Linked DNA regions of Sus scrofa: region 2 is linked to region 1. The links are chromatin contacts, called in public HiChIP or PLAC-seq maps. All regions are on one chromosome and are shown on one strand. The core of a region is the stretch at or near the end of the contact, and the rest is flanking DNA. Distances in the headings are between cores, read along the strand shown.

What was found. HiChIP or PLAC-seq counts read pairs in DNA pulled down with a chosen protein or histone mark.
Region 2: an H3K27ac HiChIP or PLAC-seq map of alveolar macrophages shows a contact between it and region 1. The contact joins two enhancer-like sites. A contact is called at or near these places in 1 of 5 promoter capture datasets (liver), 7 of 47 Hi-C or Micro-C datasets (alveolar macrophages, embryonic fibroblasts, epiblast stem cells and 3 more) and 2 of 2 datasets of contacts at active chromatin or transcription factors (alveolar macrophages and skeletal muscle).

Annotation. Positions count from the first base shown.
Region 1 is chr1:132,889,362-132,892,506 of Sscrofa11.1, forward strand. No RefSeq gene overlaps it. Among named protein-coding and RNA genes, the nearest start is that of FAM98B, 72 kb to the left of the region's middle. Within about 2 kb of position 1,545, at least 3 of the 83 cell types and tissues checked have an H3K27ac peak or open chromatin away from gene starts, as enhancers often do. A contact at or near this core is called in alveolar macrophages, where this site is marked.
Region 2 is chr1:133,272,250-133,275,394 of Sscrofa11.1, forward strand. No RefSeq gene overlaps it. Among named protein-coding and RNA genes, the nearest start is that of TMCO5A, 110 kb to the right of the region's middle. Within about 2 kb of position 1,547, at least 20 of the 83 cell types and tissues checked have an H3K27ac peak or open chromatin away from gene starts, as enhancers often do. A contact at or near this core is called in alveolar macrophages, where this site is marked.

The sequences.
Region 1 (3,145 bases), core at 295-2,794:
ATGGCAATTGGAAACACAAGTTTTACACTCGTGAGAAATATCTGAGCCAGAGCTATAGAATTGGGTGTCACCTGAGGCAGCAGCTGAAGCCCCTCACACCAATGAGATTTCCCCAGAAATATGCACTGAGTCAAGTTATCCAGGGCCAGAGTCTTTGGGACTGCAGCATTCAAAGGGTGATTTGAGGAGCCAGTGAAGAAAGATCAGAGATCCAGAGGCCCTTTCAACTCTTTTCTCTAAATTTCAATCTTCTTGTCCCCACCTCCCTTCCCTGTCTTCACCCCCAACTCCTACCCCCAGGCACTATTCTCAAAGTTAGAGGTAGAGAATGAGGCATTATAACACTTCAAATTGGAGATGTTTTTCACACTCCATTCTTTCTTTCCTTCTTTTTAAGGCTGCACCTGTGGCATATAGAAGTTCTCAGGCTAGGGGACAAATTGCAGCTGCAGCTGAAGCCTATGCCACAGTCACAGAAATACTGTATCCGAGTTATATCTACAATTTATGCCACAGCTTGAAGCAATGGAGGACCCTTAACCCAGTGAGTGAGGCCAGGGATTGAACCCACATCCCATGGAGACTATGTCAGGTCCTTAACCTGCTGAACCACAGTGGGAACTCATCACACTCCTTTCTGTCCAATTCATTCATGCAAAAAATGAAATAACTTTATTTGTGAGATCATGTTATTTAAAGATGAGGTGGCATCATTGGATTTTAATGATTTTCTTAAAGAAAATAAAAATCTATTATGAGGTGGCATAATAGATTTTTATGAACCATAAAAACTTACCAAATAAAGAAACAGACCAACAAATCTAACCACATGGGTTAGTATTTGAAAACATTATTATTTTCCCCTTATTGACTGAGAAGGAAACTAAATTTCTCTAGCAGGGGCACTAAATGGAAGGCTTTTGGAAGGAGACTAAAAGTTGCTAAACTACATTTTCTCCACTTCGTTAGTCTTTCAAAAACCTGTTTAGAATTTCTTCAGAGAGGAGACCTTATTTACTGGTAAATAATTGAAGTAAAGAATGTGTTTTTTATTCACTGGAGGGGTGGGCAATGATAGATCTCTTGGCACGTGAAACGTCTGTGCAGAATGCACAGTAATATTAGATGAGCAAGGCATTAAAAGTGAGTCCAGATAATTTTGTGAATTGAGGCCAGTTTAAAAAATGACAGCAAAGCCTAAGTAGCCTCGTAGAGCATCATGATACAGATCAAAAGAAACAAGGCAAGGAGTTCCCATTGTTGCACAGCGGAAATAAATCCAACTAGTATCCATGAGGACGAGGGTTCGATCCCTGGCCTCCCTTGATAGGTTAAGGATCCCAAGTTGCTGTGGCTGTCGCATAGGTTGGGAGCTGCAGCTCTGATTCAACCCCTGGCCTGGGAACTTTCATATGCCACAGGTGTGGCCCTAAAAAGCAGGAAAAAAAAAAAAAGAAGAAGAAGAAGCAAGGCAAAAGCACCCAGTCATGTGACAAGTTCTGAGAAGGCAGTTTTCTAACTATGGGAAGGGAAGAATGCAGGGGGGCGGTCCCCTCAGGGACCTTCCCCTTTCTGTGATTCATTTATACTGTTTCCGCAGGGCTTTAAAGAACACGTAGCCAATCATTCATGCATTCAGCAAATATTTAGTGAACTTCTAAGCAGAGATACAAATCAAAATGAAGAGTACTTTGTGGGGCTGAAGGAGAAACAATATTTAAGTAACATTCAGTCCTTGCCCAATGGAAATTACGCCTTGTTAGTCAAGATTTGATATGTATTGTAAGGACTGCTACAGATTGGAACCAAAATTTTCTATTGATCCCCTTCCTTTGACAGAGATTAGTGGAGCTAGAAGCACTGCCTAAAGAAATTCTAATATCAAAGCCCAGTTTGCTCCCCATGCTGAAAGCCAAGGATCAGGAGGTTGGCACCTTTATTTAGGAAAACAATTTAATGAATTTTTGTTTTGCAAATTAGGTCCTAGGGCCCAGTCTGGAGAACTAGTTTCCAGTCTAAGAATATAAGGCTGTCTCCTTTAAGGACAGGGGAAATCTGTGCATCACTCTTTTGCTATTTTAGAGGATATATTAGAATATGTAGTATAAATATTTACCAGTCTGTCTTCAAGTGATACTTCATATATAGTCTAAGGACCTTATAGTCTTAGGGCTATTTCTCTCCTCCTAGCTTTTGTGCTACTTTTATTTCTACATCTGTTATAAACCATATACTACATTTTTTTTTCATTATTGGTGAAACCATCAATATTCTTGTAAAAAAGAAATATGAGTAAAGTTCCTACTTCTGGTACTCTTTATTCCTTTGTTTAGAACCAGATTTCCATCTGGCATAATTTTCATTCTAGCTGAAAGACTTTTTACATTCATTTTGGTGTAAGTCTGCTAATAATGAATTCTTTCAGCTTTCATATATCTGAACAAGTCTCTATTTCAGCTTTCTTTCTGAAATATATTTTTGTTCAATATAGAACGATGATTTTATTTATTGGTCCTTTATTTGTTTGATCCAATCTTGCCAAAAGTTTTATCAATTTTATTAGCCTTTTCAAAACCAACTTTTGACTCTGCTGACCTATATTGTATGTTTTCTAGTTTATTAAATTCCAGCTTTATCTTCTTTAAAAAAAAAGTAATAAATAGAAACCTCAATGAAATAGAGTAAGGAGAGCAGAAGAGGGAGCTCTCAGGACCTGCATAGGTAGCAGAGCCCAACAAGAAGAGTGACTTCCTTTCTTTCCTGGCAAGGACTGGCCAATGAAAAGCCATGGCTCTTTGTATACCATTGTTCTCCCGACTTCCTTTTCCTCTCGATAAAAATGTCCTTCCCTTGCCAGGCAGGATTCACATGTGGGCCACCACGGATTCAACTTTTAATTACAATTCTCTGCTGATTCCAAATAAATTCATTATTGCTAGAAAAATATCTGGCAGACTATTTATTTCAGGTCAGCTTTTCTTATTTTCTTGCTTTATAAACTTTATTATACTATTAGTTTTCTAACTTTTCATATTAGCTTTTTAGTAGCTCATTAGTTTTAAGACTTCTTTTTTTTCTAATATTAGAATTTAAAGGTAGACATTTCTCTCCAAATACAGGTTTAGCTGCATCTCTTATGCTTTGG
Region 2 (3,145 bases), core at 297-2,796, 380 kb after region 1:
TAGTTATTTCAGGTATAACCCTGTTCTGTCTAGAAAGTTATCTTTTGGTACCTTCCCTCCCTGTTGGCATTATCATCTTCCTTTTAAGGATTCTCTCTAAGGTGACCCTAAGGAATCAAGGTCAATTAGGACTTAAAGGGGCCTGGTGATGGCACAGATGAGTAAAGCAGATCAGGTATGACACAGTTGGGGTGACGGGGATTATGGTGAACAAGTGACCATGTACTCTGTTGACTCAGCTGTTATTTCTCAGCTTTGAGCAATTATTGTCACTTGAGAATTCTATCCACTGGTTACACAACTTTTCATTTTTTAAAGAGAAGTCCAAAATCTAGGATTTTAGATGGCATCTCCAGAATTTTAATTATTTACAACAAATGCAAATTATAAAGAAAAAACACTGAGCCAAATGAAATGCAACTGCAAATTTGATTGAGCCTGTGAGTCGTCTTTGCTTTGTCCAATTTGTGATAAATGGGAAGATCCTCCCAGACTCATTCTTACTTGTACCCAAGTCATTCTGTGACTGCTGAACTCCTCAGACTTTGTCAACACTTAGTTGTCTCATATGCCATCTTTTCAGTATCCAATTCCTTGCTATTTCAAGGGTAAATTAGGCAATATATTGACCTCATTCATTCTAATGGGAATTTTTGCTAGGGTCTTTCCTTCCTTCTGTGTTTTTATACATACACACACACACACACACACACACATATTTGGCTATGCCTATGGCATGCAGAGGTTCCTGGGCCAGGGATTGAATCTGTGTCACAGCAGTGACAACACCAGATCCTTAACCCACTAGGTCACCAGGTAACCTCAAAGATAGATATTTTAGGGATAAAACTATAGGGATAATATTCATGAGGCTCTCGTCTAAATTGGAGATTTTCCATGGTGGGCCAGAGGGAGATATTTAGGTATAATGGTAAGTGGTACTTTGTGTTTTTTTCCAAGTCACAGATATCAGCAAGCTGCCAGAGTCTAGGGCCAGGTCTGAAAACAGTTTGAACTTACATCACTGTGGTGCATGGTCTTCATCATTATCAGTGTCAGTGTCAGGTATGGGCAGACTTACAAAGGACCATTAACCACTCTTGTTAGTTTTCCCTTTCTAAAGTTGAGGGTGCTTTCAGTGTTGACAAGCACCATGTTTTAAAAAGTTGTTTGTTTATACACCTGGTCACTGGTTCCATTTGGCATGACCTACATTACCTAAGTGCTGTTTGGCATGCTTAATGAGATCCCCACTACCACCTCGAGCTCTTAAAACAGTTAAGTGAAAGATTTAGTTTCCACAAATAGAGGAGACTTGGTCCTATGAGCATATTTTTGTGACTTTCTGGCCTTCTCTGCCCATTGGCCTGGAAGGCACCCACGTTGAGCCCACCTTGTTTTAATTCAGTGACACCAGTGAAATGTCTGCTGTTCCCATCTTGTCAGACTGCCAACAGAACTTACACAAACTCAATGACAAGCCTTACATGGCTAGCTGACCAGCTCTCCCCAGGCTACCCCAGCTCCCTCTCAGGAATAATAAGGTTCTGTGCCAGGACTGTACACATCCAAGATCCCAGTATGAGTCATTCTTTTGCCCCAGGGTCGATAAAGATTGAATCAGTGAGTTGGAAAAAAAGATGGTGATTTGGTTCTTTTTATTCCCCTTGGGAAGTAGGGTGGGGATTAGGACAAACTCATCTATTTTAGATGCTTATTTGCAAAATTCATGTATAGTCCCCTTCCACGAGTGAGGTTTCGACCCTGGTGCACAGCTTTTTCATTAAAGAGAGGAAAGTGGAACTGTTTTCATGTCCTTTTTGGGTAATTCTTTTGAAGCTAGCACCACCGTGTGGATAAAGTGGATGCTGACTTTTCTTTGGCTTGTGTAACTGGCCAGCACTGTGCTTCTGGCAACGTGATTTTGGTATCTTCTCGCCTGTTTTCATCTTTTCTGAGTCATCGCAGAGCAGCATAGTGATAGAAATATTTTTTGCAGCAGTGTCATACAGTGTTGGGCTCTCAAGGATCTTGTGCTTGTACAAAATGACTGAACCACATATGCAGGAAGACGACAGTGGCAGATTCACAGAACAGCTTTGTATCAGGCAGAGTGTAAATTAGATACCAAGTTTGGGGTTAGCCACTGGGCTCCAAAGTGGATGTTACCAATATGGACTCTGTAATAAACATCAGGATCTGTTCTGAGGCAACTTTCTGATCTTTATTACCCAAGAGCTGCAGGCTGAATCAGAGGAAAAGAAGAGATGTAAAAATCTGCTGGTAGGGTACAAAAGCATTTTACTAAACCACATGGTTTGCTTCCTGTGGGGTGGGAAAGTGAGGTGGAGCCTCTCAAGACTCTTTCAGGATAATGAAGAGGAAAGAAAAGAACAAGATAGGCCAGTTCTATTGACTGTGGTTTTAAGTCCTAAGAGCATGGAGGGAAGTGGCTAGCAAAGAGAGGACAAAGTCTTTTACCTCGATAGTGGCTTTTTTTGGTGGTGTGGCACCAAGATTCCTGGAGAGGGGTGAACCTGCTTCTTCTTGAGGGGTCAGTTCATTTCCAAATGGGCTGGTGTGTGTTTATTGGGATTGGGCTCTAACAGGTGAAGCTAGGGAAAGGTGCTACTTATAAAGATCTGGCACTATTTAACTCCCAATAGGCCACTCTTCCAGTCTTATTCGTCATGTAGTCTGCTAATGCCAAAGAGAAGTTTTACCACATTTAAAACAGAAAGCTGGAGTTCCCGTCGTGGCGCAGTGGTTAACGAATCCGACTAGGAACCATGAGGTTGCGGGTTCGGTCCCTGCCCTTGCTCAGTGGGTTAACGATCCGGCGTTGCCGTGAGCTGTGGTGTAGGTTGCAGACGCGGCTCGGATACTGCGTTGCTGTGGCTCTGGCGTAGGCCAGTGGCTACAGCTCCGATTAGACCCCTAGCCTGGGAACCTCCATATGCCGCGGGAGCGGCCCAAAGAAATAGCAAAAAGACAAAAAAAAAAAAAATAAAACAGAAAGCTGTGATTGTAGAAATTTGGAAGAGTGAACAACAAAGCAGGATGGAGTTCCTGCTATGGGGCAGTGGGTTAAGGATCTGGTGTTGCTGGAGGGTGTAGGTCATAGCTGTGGCTATGATTCCATCTA